Regions from separate parts of the Zea mays genome. Here region 1 is linked to region 2. A link is a contact called in public Hi-C data. All regions are on one chromosome and are shown on one strand. The core of a region is the stretch at or near the end of the contact, and the rest is flanking DNA. Distances in the headings are between cores, read along the strand shown.

What was found. A called contact is a pair of places that touch in the nucleus more often than the background predicts.
Region 1: a contact with region 2 is called in a Hi-C map of ear, with 4 times the contacts expected there. The contact joins the promoter of LOC103629626 here to the promoter of LOC100273858 in region 2. A contact is called at or near these places in 15 of 25 Hi-C or Micro-C datasets (bundle sheath, ear, endosperm and 5 more) and 2 of 3 datasets of contacts at active chromatin or transcription factors (leaf and seedling).

The regions. Positions count from the first base shown.
Region 1 is chr6:99,113,150-99,116,421 of Zm-B73-REFERENCE-NAM-5.0, forward strand. It overlaps LOC103629626 (external alternative NAD(P)H-ubiquinone oxidoreductase B1, mitochondrial), which reads left to right and starts at 1,360. Exons shown (of 9, transcript XR_004850222.1): 1 at 1,360-1,840; 2 at 2,156-2,420.
Region 2 is chr6:98,963,162-98,966,255 of Zm-B73-REFERENCE-NAM-5.0, forward strand. It overlaps LOC100273858, which reads right to left and starts at 1,659. Exons shown (of 4, transcript NM_001148255.1): 1 at 1,521-1,659.

The sequences.
Region 1 (3,272 bases), core at 110-2,609, 150 kb after region 2:
TTTTCATTGTGATCAATATTGTAAGGGTGAGAGGCTCCAACTTGTGGAGATTCCTCACAAAAGGAACATCTGCTATAAGGAAGAAAACCGTGGTATTCAAGTGGATCATTGGATCGCTTGAAAGGGGTTGAGTGCAACCCTCGTCCATTGGAACGCCACAACGTGGAAGAAGGCAAGTGTTCTACTTGGCCGAACCACGGGATAAAATCGTTGTGTCATTTGTTGTTATTCGTGTGCAATTCTCTCTGCTTCTACTCACTTGATAATTGTTCTAAGTTTAATACTCACCTTGTGAAGAGCAATTAAGTGAACAAGTCATCTCTTTCTCTCTAGACATAGCACCTTGGTTTTGATTCCACTAACATTTTATAAACCAAGTTTGTGTCATTTAGTGTTGATCCCCTCTAGGTGCTCTAAGGCGGCGGCAAGTGCGCCTGCGAGGTAGCAGTTCTGTAGCTCTGCCGGTAGTCGGTAGACCATATACGGTAGAGCTGTTTAAAAGGGGCCCTGGCCCGTATCACGGATGGGCCAATATATATGGTGGGCTTGATATGTATCGGCCCACGAGCGCAGGGCGGGGTCCGGCGGCAGGTTGGAGAAGACGCGAGGACCGAGGAAGCAGGCGTCGACTCGGGCGGCCTGGAGATCAGCGAGACGGGGCTCGGACCTCGGACTGGCAGGGGCAGTGCCTCCGCGACGGCGCGGGCCAAGGCGGCGAGCGGCGCCCCGACCCTAGTCGCCAGGCGCGCCGTCCGGACGAGAAAGGGCGGGAAGGTGAGAGTCATCCGTGCGGGGAAGGTGATGGTCGCGGCATTTATTTCACTGACTGAGTGAATGATAAAGTTATTATCGTTGTTGATCACAGTTCGTACTACCAAATGGTTAAGAAATTCTTGTAAAATTGCTGCAAGTGGGCCCTCAGTAAGAAACTCTTCTTATGCTGCAGGAAGTCGAATGTCTGACAGTTTAATCACTACATGCTATATAGTGTTATAATAATAATAAAGCCCCTTACTTTGTCATTATTTTCTATCCCTCGTCACTGCATCTAGGAGCTAACTTGTTTTTTGGCATCAAGATTATAATGGACCTATATCTAACGCAGTAGAATTCAAGTCATATTCAGAACTAGATCAAGCTGCAGAAAGTAAAATTCAAGATCGTCTCAATAGCAAAAAAGGCAGCGTGGGGGGCATGGAGGCTGAACGACTGAAGCATACGGCATGTCGCATCGCATGGTATATCTAAACAAGAAAAAGGGGGAAAGAAGCGATAGCGATAGGCCATGTGGACGTGTCACATGCTGGTCAGGTGGAAGTCAATTAGGTCATGTAAAGAAATGCAGAATGGCCATGACTCATCAGAGGGAGATGGGAAATTGCCGACCGGTGTATAATACGAAGTCTTGGACGTGGATGAGATCTGGAACTTTTTTATTCCTGCATTGCCTCAAATCTGGGGTAATTTTCCTTTTATTTTTATTTTTTTCTGGTAGGAGTACCTGGGAGTCTGGGACAGGTCAGAGGCAGCTGCTGCTGCGGATGGACACGCGACACATCCGCAGCGGCTAGCCAATGAGCGGCGACCAAGGGAGCAGGTAGTAGGCCGTGTTCTAGGCTGGCCTTTTCCATCGCTTTTCTCGCCGGTATTATTAGCGCGGATCGTTCATCGTTCGGGATTGGGGTTCTGACTCGGAACCTGATCAGTGAGTGTGGTCTTCTGAAAGCGAGCAAAGGAGGATGGGGTTCTCCTTCTTCACCTCCCGAGCCGGTGCTCGACTGCTGGACGGGATCGCGCGCCCCGGCTTCTCCACCGCCGCGCTTCTGCTCACAGCGGCCAGGTGCGAGTGCTTCCTCCGTCGCTTTCCACCAGAAACCCCCCGATTTTGCTCTCTCTCTCTCTTTTTGGAGGAGGGCGGTTGTCGCGTGATTTACTGCTCCTTTTTCTGTTCACCCATCTGTTTCTTCCCGTCCCTTTGATTTGCTCTCCTGTTCGACCATCGTCGTCAACTGTGAAGGCCATAGGATCATGTTTCTTGGGATCCATCTACTGTGTTTGGATAGGGAAAAATTCATACCTTCGGTTTGGTTCCAGTATTTCACTTTGCATATTTGGGCTGCATTTGCGAGCTGAAAGATTCGCTACCGCTCTGCAGTGGCGGAGGCCTTGTGGCGTACGCGGATTCCGCTGCAGAGAGCGCGCCGGACCCATCTCAGGATGCTCCCAGGAAGAAGGTGGTGGTTCTTGGGACTGGCTGGGCTGGGACGTCGTTCCTCAAGAACCTCGACTGCTCCAGGTATGAAGTGAAGGTCATATCGCCCCGGAACTACTTCGCGTTCACTCCTCTGCTTCCGAGTGTCACGTGTGGGACTGTCGAGCCGCGCAGCATTATTGAACCGGTACGGAGGATGTTTGAGAAGGTACTTCTTTTTTTGCCAATTGATTATGTGCTACTGTGTGCTCAATGCAATTTGGTGTGGTGTTTTGTTTATTCTCGTTGGAATGTTAGCATAAATAATGCTATTAGGTGTTGTGCTTGTATCGGTAGAATCAGCTCTAGGCCCCTGTTCCACCGCATGTATTCACATACTTGCCTCATCTTGTATTGCAATTTGCACTGAACACTTAGAGGTGTCTTGCTAACTTTATTGAATACGCAGTTATTTCTCTCTTTCTACATTTCCCAAATGGTTAGCGTGATCATAGATCGCACACCCTGTCTTCTGTTCCACAGTTCCCCATCTCAATGAACCATTGTCCCAAGTCTTCCATCTGGCTCCAATTAGACAGCGCCAAAGCTGGTGCCTCAATCCATGAAGCCACTTTTCCCCATATTATCCTAGAGAAGCAGTATTCCTGGGATAAAAAATTGTGAGAATGTCTCTAGGTTCCTAACACACAGCTGACAGAAGTGGTCGTTTGGCCACCCCTGCAGCTGCAAAAGCGCAGTTGTCCATATTCTGTTCTGAAGCATGAGCCAAGCGAAGAATCTGCACTTCATATGCAGACTTTGCCATGTACTGACCATCAGGCGAATGTAGCCAAGTGACCGTGCCTTATTGTGATTGCAGCAGGTGTATATCCTGTAGGCGCACCCATAAGGCCACAAATTCCGTGATGATCTGCTGGCTCATATTGTGATCCACATCCATCACCCACTTGTTGTCTGTCAATGCCTCCCTCACCGTTCTATTTTTCCTCAAGCTGTGTGCATACAAAGCTGGAAAAAGTGTTGGTGGCACATCTCTTTGGTCTTGACTCTTGAGTCTTGC
Region 2 (3,094 bases), core at 409-2,908:
AGAAGGCGCAAACTGCTACTTGAATTAGGACAATATATACTTTGTTTCTTGAGCATGCATCTCTTATTAGCCACAAGAATATGAGCTTTTACTTAGCTTATGGTGGCTTAGCTAGATATGTCATTGCTGAATTCGTTTAGTAGTCGAGACAATGTACATCATTTTTACTTGTTAAAGCTTGTTGGTCCACAATCATTGTGGCTTTCTTTGCCTAATTTTGCGGCCGCATTAAAATGTGTCCTATAAGGTGTAACGTATGGTTTAATTTATTCTCCTACTGCATAAAGTGTTTAGCGCCCGATAGGGCGCTTCCTTTTTCTAGTAAAGATTAAAGCCAGAACGACAGCCTTGGGGCTGCGCCATGTCTAGCCTCGTTGACCGCCCTCTCCCATGAAGTTCAATATCAAAGGCAAAAGCTAAGAATGCAATAATTCCTATGGTGTCATTTGATAGCTTGCTATGGAACAAGAAGCAAGAAAAGTACAATGAGCACAAGAAAGCCAAGAAAGACTCAGGTTACGTTGTGATTGTCACCATAAGATTATGATATGTGGGCTTACTGTAATGTGTGAACACTTGTTTGTATTTGATTCACCATCCTAAAATGAGGACTAAACTTTAGTCCCAGCAAATTTTATTTAAAAGACCTACTTTAGTTACCTGACTACATGAGATATGTATTACTGTAAGAATCTATGAACACTACGTGAGATATCAGCATGTGCCAACTGCCAACCCTTCATGTACGAATTTGTGGACGCAAAGGAAGTACATGAGAAATTTCGGTTACAATGTCACACACGCACACATATTGGAGCTTTCGGAACTGTAAACAGATTAGAGTTCCTCCATAATCTGCATTTTTCTTTCTTGTAATGGTGTACAGTTGGAACACAAGCATGAGAGTCTGCTAGGAGCAATAAGTCATTCTCCCAACCGATACCACCTGGTGTAAGGCTATCTCAAGCATATTTCCTATCTCATCCCCTATTTCAAACTTCTCTCTGCAAACAGTGTTAAACAACGTCATCTACAGACTACAGTTCCGCGTCCCCTATTTTACACACTCTACTGGAGAAATGTTTTCAGATCGGCTGATCGCCAGAGGGGCGATCAGCCGACAAATCACGATTAGTCGACGACCAGCCCGATTAACCGGGCTCTGATCGGTCAATCAGACATCCTGATCGTCCAGGGCTATAGGAACCGATCAACCTTCATATATATAACTACACGCCCATGGACATGGCTTCAGGTTCAGGCTTTCAACAAGGAAAACAGCCATACGTGATACGCCCATGGACATGGGCAGCAACAGGCCAACAGCCATACTACAACATGAAGCAAATAATCACTGGAAGGTTTCAGGCTTTCAGCATCCAAGTAAAACTGAAAACCAACAAACATGGACATGGGCAGCAACAGGCCAACAGCCATACGCCCATACCTACAGGCTACAGTACAACAGAGCACACCAGAAAACAGGGACAAGATCTGAATCTGGAGACTGGAGACCGTACCTGCAGGCCGGCTGCTGGCGCCGCCACGCCGGGGATGGAGGAGGGGCCGAGGAGGACGATGCCGCCGTATCCCCCGTCACCGGTAGCGCGCCGCCGTCACCTGTTCCGCTAGGGTTCCTCCCTCGGCAGCTGGTTGCCTGATTCGTGTCGTGTGTTCCTGGGCGTTGCTCTGTTGGCACTTGGTTTGGTTGTGCAGCTTATGCTCACGTGGTGGGAATTGGGAAAAAAGAAGCTGGACTGGGCCGCTGGGCAAGTGAAGTGGACCATTGGGCCGACATTTCAATCCAGCCAGCCAGGCTGATCGTTCCTAAATTAATCGGACGAGCAGGCCCTGATCGCGTCGTTACCCTTGATCGGCACTGGAGTTACGATCAGCCAATTAATCGTAACTAATCAGACATTCTAAAAACACTGTACTGTAGACAGTCAAAGATTCCATGCTTTTTCTTTTTTAAGCTAAACTTATACTCACAGGAAATGGTAGGTTTGCTTTGGAGGTATGGAGGTCTTTTATGATTAGTCCTATGGTGTACATTGTTTGACTTAGATTAATCATTTAAATGTATTTGGAACTCTAGATGTACATAAGCTCTAAGTTCTTGAAAGCGTGACATTTCCAGAGCCCAATGGTATATTGGTGCACCATGAATCTCTACAACTATTAAGACTCATCTGTAGACTGCCCCCGCTCTCCCCTGACTCCCGCGGACCCCGCGCGCACGCCTAACTACCCCGCCGAGGATCCCGCCGCCCGGCAAACAACCGCCGCCGAGGATCCCGACGCCCGCCCGCCCACCCCCACTCAGCCACGATTCCCAGCCGAGCATCCCGTCGCCCGCCCGCCCCCAGCCAGCCGGGATTTCGCGCCCAACGCCGCGATTCGCGGGCGCCAGCCGCAATTCCCCGCCGCCCGGCAACCAAACGCCGCCGAGGATCCCGCGCGCGCCCGCCCGCCCCCACCCAGCCACGATTCCCCGCCCAACGCGCGCGGGTCACGCGCACGTCGCGCCCGCCCGGCCGCCCGCCGCGATTGCGCGCGCGTGCCGCTCCCTACGCGCGCGGTTACCGCTCGCACATCCCACTGTCATGTCGCTCCCTACGCGCACGCCCGTCGAGCACGGCCCCGAGCTATCCGCCAACCAACGCCACGGAGCCGTCATCAATTAGTTCCCCTGCTCAAACCCCTTTTCAATCTCCTGCTCAATCCCGCACCACTTCATTCCCCCGCCCTGCCCCCTTAGATTCCCCGCCTCGCCACCTTCATTCCCACGTCAGTGTGCCGCTGGAGAAGAATGCAGTGTGCCGCTGGAGAGGAAGGCCGAATGTGAAGGAGCTTGCCCCAACACCGGATAGGAACGATATCTGCTACTGCTCAACCGTGCAGGCCTCGACCAAGGTATGCCATTATGATCGACTCTCCAATGAAGTATAATGCAGCAGTACCCAAATACCATTTATTATATGTTTGTTCATACTCAGTTTGCTAGGAGTCATATTTGAATTGTAGACCATGTATTGTTTTGTTTGATTCTGAGTACTTAAGTCTCATGTCAAATAAGTAGAACCACCAGAGG